Regions from separate parts of the Sus scrofa genome. Here region 1 is linked to region 2. The links are chromatin contacts, called in public Hi-C maps. All regions are on one chromosome and are shown on one strand. Each heading gives the region's core, a stretch centred on a gene start, on an enhancer-like site or on the middle of the called end of the contact. The rest is flanking DNA. Distances are from core to core; before and after follow the strand shown.

Region 1 (5,307 bases), core at 1,074-3,573, 44 kb before region 2:
TTTAAGACAGCTTTAGAGTAAACAATCCAATCCTCATCTCTCACTTTACCTGACCACCCAAGCCAGTGAGATCAGAGTTGAAAGTGAAGGAAAGAACACACTAGGTCTCTATTAAGGATGATAACACGATGAGCACATGCGTGCCAGAACCTCCGAGCTGTCTACCAGAACTATGGCTTCCACCCACAGAGGGTTGCAATGCTGAATGTCAGGACCTGGAATTAAGGGCAGGAAGGAAAGTCCTCTTGGATACTGGTTCACAGATTATGTGGAGAATGGAATTCATTTATTCATCTCTTAAGTCGTTATTTATTTACTTGAGGGGCACAGAGATATAGGACGTGCAAAGGGATTTCGATCTCTCAGGACCGAGGGCAAGGGACCCCACCTCCCAATTCAGGCCCAGCCAAGCGCCCACCATGGCAGCAGCAATCACGCTAGGCCTGGTGGGAAATAAACTGAAAGGGGTCACACGAAGGCCAAGCCACCCTCTCCTCACCTCCTGTGCTAATCTCCACTTCGGCTTCCCATCTCAGAACCCCAGCAGAGTGCAGAGAAGAACAGACACTGGCATCAGACTGCCTCGGCTCAGTCCTGCTCCTGCCACTTCCTGCTGTGACTTCTCTGTGTCAGTTTCCTCGCCTGTAAAAGGGAATTACAGTACCCACCGCATGGCACCACGCATCAGTAAGACGATCATTGGCATTACCACGATATCTTAGCTTTTATTTTCTGTGCCACTTCATCTGGGTGGTTACCAGAATAAATATAAGTCAACTGAAAACAAGCTGAAGCAACCCCAAATTGATTTTTATTTTTTATTGTTTTGGCTAATGTAGGAACAGAACCATCACAGCAGCTCAGCTCTATAACCCATCTAGCCCAAGACCATTCTAGTAGTAGAGCCAAAAACAGACAGAAGGTCTTCCTCCTCAAAGCAGAAGGATATCTTGCGTAGAGCATCACCATGCACCTGTCATCTAGGAATTTCACTAAAGCCCTCTCGATCCTTCTACATTTCTGGCCAGTAGTAAGACCTTCTGTAGTGGAGTCCAGGTCTGCTACGTGATAGGCAGAGGAAAGCTTCCTTTACACCTCAAGAAGTGTGTTGGAAAAGTATGGAATTGGAGAACATGATTCTATAGACTTCAACCACTTCCCCTTTTGGCCTGTCCCTCCATGGTCAAGAAAAACAAGGTTCTCACAACTCCCCTTCTCCAGTTTTGGCATTCTTCACAGTGTACAATCCAAGCCTTAGGAAATCATCCCTAGCAAGCATACTATGATTTATACCAACCTAGGACAAGGCGTTAGTTTTTCCTTTGGCCCTGGCGCACACTGGGCCAGCATCTTTCAGGAGAAGCCCCTTCAGTGCTGTTAGGCTGCACTCCTAAGTCATGAATGGGTTGTTCAGGAACCTCTGATTCTTAAAAGCTTCACACAGTCTCACGGTTGCAGTGTCCTCAGTTCGTATTGGTGTGTTATTATCCTAACTGTGAAGTTATTAACCACTGACCCTGGATGTCTCTTTTATAACTTCCTCAAACTTACTAAATGCCTCCTGAATTTCAGAAAACAGTTACCTGTCAGCTAATACAAGAAGGCAGCCTAACTCTGTGTGAATCACTGCTGAGACCAGCTCTGCAGAAGGTTATAGAGGGAGCGGATAAGCTGCCCTCTCCGCTCCCAGCACAATCACCCCTGGCCCTGCCTGCTCCTCCCCAACCTGCCTTGTCTGAGACTCCTCCACATGTTCCCGGCTGCCACTCACAGGCAGGTGAGGCTCCTGGACTGAACGCAGGTAGCCTGGTTGGGAGATATGCTGCACCATGGCTCAGAACTCTGGACCACAAGTCTGGCCATGGCAGGGTGTAGGCCCTCCCTGCCTACAGATATTCAACAGTTGTGTCTGGGTGGCTTTATCTGTCGCCTTGGCTGGAAACATTCTAGAGTACAGACGAGAAGGGAGCCTGCTCTGGAGGATAGACTCGAAGCCAAATCTAAAAACTCTCTTGCACACAAGTACTCCAAGGAGGTAAGAAGAGGTTCAGAGCTCCATCTTTAGCGATCACATCTCAGGAACGAACCTTCACCTCCAGTGTTCAGGCCAATACCAAGAGCCCTGCACAGTAGGGTCAAGGACAATAATCTTCCCACTTCTAAGCAAGAAGACAAAAAGTCACACAGAACAGAAACAGAAATCCTGAAGCACGGCCTTCGTTGTCCTGATGCCCAAGCTTCCTGCAACAGGCAAGATGTGACTCCAGCAGTTTACCTGTTTCACTTCCAAGCACTGGAGACAGCAACTTCAGGGGTTGGGTTTCTTCCCTCTAGTTCAGCAAATTCTTCTCATCTCCAATTGCATCGACAGTTCCTTAGCCTCAACCCCAAACTGTTTTCACCAAGGAATTACTGACATGCCCTTCAAGCCATTTCATTTGCTCTTCCCTCCTCTTCTTCAGCCTTTCCAGACCTTGAGGCTTTCTGGATACAGGAACTGCCCAAAGCGTGATGGAAAAAAGAAAGAAGGCAGTTTCCGCCTCCTGGCAACTGCTGCTCCCCACAGTTTTCAGGCCAAAGGGACTGAAAAATGATCGCCCAGTTCTCTTTGCTCACTGGTGTATTTGAACTGAGGAGTCCCCAGGGCTCAGCGGGCTGCCTGGCATCCAGTGTGCTTCCTAAGAGGGAGCTGTACAGGGAGCACTCCTCCCATGGCAGCTCAGTGGAGACGACAGTGATGCACAAAACAAGCCCTTCTGACACCACCAGCCAGTGGGCCAGGACGATCCTGGTCCTCAGCAAAGGGCTCTCAATCCCAATGCCTGCAGCCCCAGATCACATGGATGTCTCCTCCTGACTTGGCTCAGGGCAGCATGGACTTCGAAGAGGAACTCCTTTATTTCAAGGCAGTGAGTAGTCCAAAACTGCCACTTGTCAAGCTACAGCTAATGCTGGAGAAGTGCCTCGGAGCCATGCACAGCCAGATCTGCTGCGGACCTGGGGATTCTGGAAGCCAGACCTGTAGAAGGCAAGCCCCCCCCGCCTTGCTGGCACCAGGTCACCTTGCCTAATGGTCATACAAGACCCAGAGGCCCAATCCTGAAGACAGTTGTCAGAGAGGCAAAAATGACTGTGTGAAAGAGATCTTCAGACAGTGGACAGCTAGCTCAGCAGGACAGCACATGTGCCCAGGTCTCCCCGTCCAGCAGCCATCACCAACCTGATAAAGGAGGACACACTGCACGGCATCTTCAGGGTGCTGGAGGCAGGCGCTGTGGCAGGAGAGGCAGTGAACAAGGGTCAAAACATTGCCAGGTTAACACATCTGGACCCTCTGACCCAATTATCCCACTCCTGAAAATTTATTCCAAAGCCATAATTCTCTGACAGGGAAAAGGCTGGATGCACAAGGATATGGGTTCTAGTGGCCAGTGATTTAATAATAGGACATGGCCTCTGGAGTCAGAGACCCCACCTCTCCCACCTTCTAGGGCAAGTGGTTTATGCTCTCTGAGCCTCCTTTTCCTCTTCTGTTAGACAGAGGTGACAGCACCTACTCCCCAGGTTGTTGTGAGATTAAATGAGACAGCCTGTATAAAGCACCTAGAATATGTGTTCAACCACAAACATTAGCTCTTATTATGTATAAGAACAAGAGAATGCAGAAGAAAAGAAACAGGTGAACCGTTAAGGGTGACAGTTAAAGGGAAATTTTCCAAGACTTTACTAAAATATTACTGTTTTAGGTCTTGCTTTTTTTTTGTTTTAATGGCTGCACCCACAGCATATGGAGGTTCCTAGGCTGGGGTCGAATAGAGCGGCAGCTGCCAGCCTACAACCACAGCCACAGCAACACAGGATCCAAGCCGTGTGTTTGCAACCTACACCACAGCTCAGGGCAACGCTGTACATGTCCTTAACCCATCTGACGAGCCCAGAGATCGAATCCACATCCTCATGGATACTAGTCAGATTTGTTTCCACCAAGCCCCAATAGGAACTGCCAGGTCTTATCCATTTTTTAAGTGCTGTGGAAGATGCCATAATTTGTTGAGCCCTGCAGCTTAGGAAGAAGGAAGCAAGGCAGAGATAGACCTTTCTTCATGAGGATTTTCCCTACTTCTCTAGATTTCACCTTTGGAAAACTCCTAAGAGATCTCTGAGGATGTGGTAAGAGGGGAAGATGGAGGCACAGAAGAGACATGAGGAAGGGCTTCACAATTAAACCTTGAAAGAGTCCGCCTCCCTGCTGCCCACCCTGCCCAGAGGCAGGCTGTGTGGACGAGCACTGGGTCCTGCCCAGGCACACACTGCAGTGAGCCCACTCTCTGGGGCTGTGGTGAGGGCTCCAGCAATGCCCCCTGGCTGGGCGGACAGCTGCAGGGGCCGTCTGCCAGCCTGAACAGCTGTGTGGCCAGAGAGAGAAAAACCTTATGGCCGCAGGCAAGGAGTCCATTCCTGGGACCCTGACGCAGGGCACAATGCAATCCCTGTCCCTCCCCTTTCTCCTGCAGCTTCTCAGCTGTAGGAGCTACACAACAGTCCAGTTCCTTAAAGGAAACACAAAGTAAACAGTCATCACCACCAGAAACCAAACAGATAATTAAGTGCTTGCATGGACATTAGAGGAATCTAGCCAGTGTTTACAACCTTTTTTCTTTTTAAATGCATTCTCTCCATAAATGCTGCAATATATAACACAAAAATAAAGGATTTTTTTTTCAAGTTTAAAACCATTATCACACATTAAAAAGGTTAACAATTCCTTAATATCAGCAATTATCCAGGCAGCGTTTAAATTTCCAATTATCTCATAAATATCATAAATGGGCAGTTTGTTTCTCAACCTTTGAAAAAAACATCTTCCCAGGAGTTTCTGTCGTGGCTCAGCAGAAACGAATCTGACTAGCATTCATAAGGACGCAGGTTTGATCCCTGGCCTTGCTCAGTGAGTTAAGGATCCAGCGTTGTCATGAGCTGTGGTGTAGGTCAAAGACGTGGCTTGGATCCTGCATCGCTGTGGCTGTGGTGCAGGCCGGCAACTGCAGCTCTGATTCGACCCCTAGCCTGGAAACTTCCATATGCCATGGGTGTGGGCCTAAAAAGCAAAAAAAAATAAAAAATAAAAAATAAATCATCTTCCCATAGCCTGAGACACCACCACAATAATCACTGACTTAGGCCAACTTCCTCACTAGACTAGAAGGGAAAACCAGTGCCCCGAGAGGGCAAGTGATCTTCCCAGGGTCACAGAGCCAGCTGAAGACAGAGCCTGACCCAGGGCCCAGTGCTTTCCCTGATATCATA
Region 2 (5,513 bases), core at 201-2,700:
TGTAAGCCGGCAGCTACACTTGTGACTTAACCCCTAGCCTGTGAACTTCCAGATGCCACGGGTGCGACCCCAAAAATACAAAAAAAAAATCAACCTATGGTGACAGTTCTGTAAGAAGCTAAGACAGAAACCAAGGTCTTGGGCATATATATATGCTCCTAAACAAGGTGACCCCAGTAAAAGTAAATTGAACTACCAAAAAGGTTACTGTTGCCAGTGCTGGAGCCAGGAACTCTGTCTGGACTAAAAGAATAAATCTAATCCTATGCGGCAATTTTTAAAAACTAACTCTTTGGTATTTTTCTTCACAATTTAAATAATGCTATTCAATTCCTCTTTCCACACGAGTCCTATTACCTAAGTGCAGTAGGCTGTTTGCCTTCCTTTGAATATCTTGCCTTCCTAACTCATTAGATGTCCTGAATGCAAGATGTCTACATACAGGCCTATCTGCTCGCTGCTTAACAGCAACGCCTGAATTTAACATCCAAGCCCCTCAGACAATCTCCCACAATAAAATCCTCTTTAATCCCCACCATCTGTTCCCTGTCCAATTAGGGCAATGGCAGCCCTTAAGAAAGAAGCCCAAACTCACATGGTACTTTCGTGCTGCCTCCGGGGAGTAACAAAGAGCATGCGGGTGGGGCGGGCACTACTGGCATCTGGGTGGGCACTCCAAGGCTTGGCATAGCTATGGTCCAGAAACACTAGGTCCAGCTCCCGCTCATGCACGAAAGCTGGAAGAGCAACGAGGTGCCCATGCGCCGCGCTGAGGTCTGGAAGTCCCTCTCCCCACCTCGGTGGGCCATGTCAGAAGAAGGGCAGCAGGTCAGAGAATGGCTATCTGCATGCTAGTCACCTGCAGTGAAAAGTTTCAGTTTTAGTCAATTCAGATGCTCTGAATCTCTTGCAGCCTATACTATCTAATGTGCTTACTTTTTTGACCTTCTATCATGTATAACTGAGGATCCATCAAATCACAGACCCTTGCCCATGTAGGGAGCGCTCCTAAGAGTCCTCAAAAGGCTATGGCACCATCTTCCTCTTCAATTTCTACAAAATTCGGTTCATTGGGAAGCTGAGGGACTCCAAGGTCTCACATGGACAAATACTAAATTTGCTTGGCCAGCATCAGTTTCCCCTGTGGCTGGCATGGGTTTGGGCAAACAAGAGGAATCAAAAATATTGATTCTTCCAAAGCTAAGGGTCTCCAGCTTCACACTATTCCCGGAAGCTTCACTGGGCCGCCTCCAGTCACAAAATAAGAGCATCCTGGGTAACAGCTGGGCAACGTGGGCTCCAAGGAGGCCCTCGAGGTCCCTTGTCTACGTTAAGCAAAAGTTTTGCAACTACTTCATAACGCTCTGGAGTTTTAAGACACAGACGAGAGCTCCTTCTCAAAGCCTGTAACAAAATGCTAAGCCAGGAAGACCCCCCCCCTCACCGTAGATGGGGTGGTCCCCCAGGAACGGCCCGCTACTCCAGGTACCCCGGGGGGTCCCACCCTTGAGCCTCAAAACCGCCACAGCTGGCAGGCAGGGCTTGTAATTCACACTTTACAGACGAAGGCGCCAGCTCAAGGAGACGGAGTGAATTGGCCAAGGTCACCGAGAGTTCGCGACGAGGAGGAGCCGCCAGGAACCCGCCTCCCGCCGGCCCGGGCCCAGCTCAGCTCCCGCGTCACGGCAACCCCAGTCCGCCCCCTGCCCCACACGGCCGTCTGACCCAGGCCGCCCGGGCCCCGGGCTCCAGCCCCCTGTCCCCGCATGACCGGAGAGTCCGGAGGTTCTCGCTGAGACCCCCGCCCGCCAGACCAGCGCCGCCACCGCCGGGGCCCGCCACCCCCTGCCAGGGCCGCGCCTCCCCTCACCCGCAGTCGTCGCGCCGCGCGCTCGGCCCGGGCCGGATCCCAGCGCGCGTGCGCGTTACCGCCTCCTCGCCCCGGAGCTCCGGGCACAGAGCGAAACGCGGAAGCGGATCACGGCCTGGGAAGGGAGGGGCGGTGAGCTGCAAAACCGGGAGAGGATGTAACTGCGCGGGAAGAGGAGCCCCGGGAACGCGTGCGGGTCTCTGCCGCTCACAGCGCGGAATTCCGAGTTTCGGCCTTCTGCATCTTCAGCAGGGAAAGCGAGGGCGAGAGAGGAGGCTGGCTTCTGCAGCGTCCGTTCTCAGTGACCGCCACGGTTGCTTTGCCAGGTCCCTAGCCAGGGCTGGGAGGGCGTGCAACCTACTTTCCGCTTCTCCCAGATCAGTCCCACCTAAGCGTGCAGTATTTACTTCAAATACTGTGCGCCTGAAACTAGCACAATGTTGTAAAGCAACTATACTTAAATGTAAAAAAAAGTTAGGAATTCCCTTGCGGCGAAGCGGGTTAAAGATCCGACGTTGTCACTGCAGCTGATCCGGTACTACTGTGGCGTGTGTTCCATCCCTGGCCAGGGGAACTTCTATGTGCCATGGGTGCGGCCAAAAAAAAAAAAAAAGAAGAAGAAGAAGAGATCACTTAAGCAACAACCACAATAAAAATAAGTGCGAAAATAAAAGAAGTGCTGTGTGCCTTAAACTGCTCTAAAAAATATATTAAACAATAGAATAAAAGAAAAATTTATCCAGGGCTTTGCGTAGATGTGTCCAGATCGCCCTAAGCAGTGCTGCTTAGACCTGGAGGTTTGGAATCTCAGCTCCTGCACCTAACTCCCTGCTTTTATGACCCCAGTGAGATCTCAGTGTACCCTCTTCATCTCTGAAAGTGCAAATACTTACTCACTGGGTGGCGGAGAGAATGATAAGAACAGAAATTTATAGAAAAAGATTTCCAGAGTGGGAATATGAGTGGAATCATGAAGATGAAGTCACCTAAGTTTGGGCTGAAAGGACCAGGCCACTGCAGAGAGATTGGAAAGGTTGCTAAGGACCTACAGAGAGAGAGTGAATGGACCAATTACAGCCCAACACCACTTTCTTTGGCCTACACGCTACTTTTTTAAAATTTTATTTCATCGCAAATATGTATTTAATTATTTACTGCAAATATTTAAATTTGGGAGATTTCATGCAAAAATCCAGATATACAGATCTCTTAAAAAATTGGAGACTGTGGCAGCACTGGACTCATGTTCCTGTGTGGCAGGTATACAGGCTGCATATATGCTCACTCTGACCAGCTTCTCTAGGCCTCCTTGGCCCCTGTGGCATTTGATTCATCACCCACCCCGTCTACACCATTGTGCGCAGTGCTGGGGCTAGGGGGTTAAATGCAGGTATCCCTACATGGAAAACATGATGGGGGACAAATCCAATCATTTAGAGTGCTTAGTGGATTGGTTCATTTTGGTTGCCCCATCAGGGCAGGAGTGAAGTGAGACAACCAACGTGCAATGCTGAAGAAAACAAGAGTGCAGAGAGCAACCCAAAGAAAGATACACAGTGCTCTAGAAGGCCTCAGCGATGCTACCTGCAAACCTGGGTGCCCAGAGGAAAGTGGGGGAGGGTGGGGAGGCAGTGGAGAGAAAGGAGGCAAAACCTGTGGTCATTTCACAATTCTAGACTGTTTCCAAGAGGACAATGTGTGTTCTCTATAGCAGGCATATGGAAGTTCCCAAGCCAGGGGTTGAGCCACAGCCACTGCAGAAGCAACGCCAAGTAGTTATGTTGTGAGCCACACAGGAAGTCCTCAAACTCTTACTGCTTGATTTGCAGTTTTTCTTTCTATGCCCATGACAGACATGATTAATCAAGCACCGTTCATTCTGAACCCAGATGCAACTTCAGAGCAATTTTCTCCACACAGGACTCCAGGCTTTCACTACCCATTGATTAGAGTTGGCTACCTCTTCTCTATAATGCTTCTCCTTCCTCCGATATCCCATAGGACACACTTGACCTTCATTCATTTGCAAATATTGCTTAAATTTCTACTATATGCTAAGTACTGTGCCAAGTGCTAAAGACACAGCACTGAAAAGGCATATTTCTTTTCAGTCTATATAAATAATTAATTTATAGTTGTGATAATAAGGGCTAGCATTTAGAGAATGCCAGTCAAGTTCTAAGTGATATAAATGACCTACTTCATTTAATCCTCTCAATGACATACATGCTAGGTTCTCTTATAATCATGTCCAGAGAGGCAAAGTGTTTTGCCCAAGGTTATGCAGCTAGTAAGTATCAAAGGCAGAACCAGAACCAGTCTGGCTCCAGAACCTAAGCATTTAATCCCCTCACAACTCCACCCCCCCACCATGCCTATTCGAAGTGGACAGTGATGAAAGCATGTAGAACAGTGAGCTAGCCTTGGCTTGGGCAATGGGGTGGATGTCAAGGTGACTTTGAACCTGGAACCAAAAGAAGAGAAAGAGGTAGCATGGTAGACATTGGGTGCAAAGCTCTCTGGAGTTGGAACAGCAAAGACAAAGACTCTCAGGCAGAAAAGAGCATTAAAACGTTTAAAAAAGAAGAGTTCCCTTGTGGCCCAGAAGGTTAAGGATCCTGTGTTGTCACTGCAGTGGCTTGGGTCACTGCTGTGGCTGGGGTTTGATCCCTGTCCTGGGAACTTCCACATGCCTTGGCTGGGGTCAAAAATTTAAAAAAAGGTAAAATAGACTACGTGATTTTTTATAACTCTAGGTAATTCATTTGTATATAGAGAAAATATTACCCTTATACTTATCTTGCAACCAGAATTTTAGAAAGAACAAGAGACAAAAGAAAACAGAAAGAAGAAATGAAATTTGGCCAGATTGTTCGTTTCTACAGCCCTGGGCACCTCAAGCCACTGGCTTCATACCCTATGACTTCTATCTCCTCCCATTCCCTTCATTCCCATCCAAAATCAAGAACCACACACCTCTGTGACATCAACTCTGTTGCTAAGCAACAACTTCAGGCCTTACTCTCCCCATGAGCCCTGAGAGAAGCCTTGGACCAAGGTGCTCCCAAGAAAGAAGCTTCACTAGAGAAGGATAGCAGGGAAGTAGGTGGGGGAGATGCTGCGACTTGTGGTGGAATCAGCCAAGATTAGCCCTCCCCTGAGCCCCCCACCCAGACCCAGCATGTTTGTGTACTTCCGAGGTAAGAGCCACGAACCCCAAGAGGCAACATTGATCAGTGAAAAACTAGATTGATTGATCAGTGCCCTACTATGTAACTAGATTGATTGATCAGTGCCCTGCTATGTAAAATATGCTGAGTGACAGAAAGGCAAGGTAGACACTGTCCCGTTCTTTCAAAACTTATCCTCCTTATTGCTCTTATTTCTCTTATGATGACTCCTCTGCCTCCCATTTTTTCCAGCAAATGGCCACACGAAAAAAAAGAAGATGAATATTCCTCAAGTTTCTTCTATGAACTAGGGCTGTGCCACCAACTGAGATTTAAAAAAAAAAAAGAAGTATCTGCTTCCTAGGATTTGCTGTGAGGACTTACAAAGATAATATATGTACAGGTCTTTGTAGAATTTCTAATAATATCTGCTCGATTGTCTCAACTATTTTTAGAATCAACAAAGCCTTTTC

What was found. Hi-C and Micro-C count contacts between places; a contact is called where the count stands out from the background.
Region 1: a contact with region 2 is called in a Hi-C map of skeletal muscle, with 4 times the contacts expected there. The contact joins the enhancer-like site here to the promoter of FER1L5 in region 2. A contact is called at or near these places in 1 of 5 promoter capture datasets (liver), 4 of 47 Hi-C or Micro-C datasets (embryonic fibroblasts, liver and skeletal muscle) and 2 of 2 datasets of contacts at active chromatin or transcription factors (alveolar macrophages and skeletal muscle).

Annotation. Positions count from the first base shown.
Region 1 is chr3:57,000,802-57,006,108 of Sscrofa11.1, reverse strand. It overlaps KANSL3 (KAT8 regulatory NSL complex subunit 3), which reads right to left. Exons shown (of 23, transcript XM_021087273.1): 23 at 1-3,272. The coding sequence ends at 3,252. Among named protein-coding and RNA genes, the nearest start is that of FER1L5, 44 kb to the right of the region's middle. Within about 2 kb of position 2,323, at least 4 of the 83 cell types and tissues checked have an H3K27ac peak or open chromatin away from gene starts, as enhancers often do. A contact at or near this core is called in skeletal muscle, where this site is marked.
Region 2 is chr3:56,955,517-56,961,029 of Sscrofa11.1, reverse strand. It overlaps FER1L5 (fer-1-like protein 5), which reads left to right and starts at 1,450. Exons shown (of 55, transcript XM_021088398.1): 1 at 1,450-1,485; 2 at 1,730-2,002. The coding sequence starts at 1,450. KANSL3 (KAT8 regulatory NSL complex subunit 3) reads right to left here and starts at 1,847. Exons shown (of 23, transcript XM_021087273.1): 1 at 1,505-1,847; 2 at 737-859; 3 at 596-734. The coding sequence starts at 809.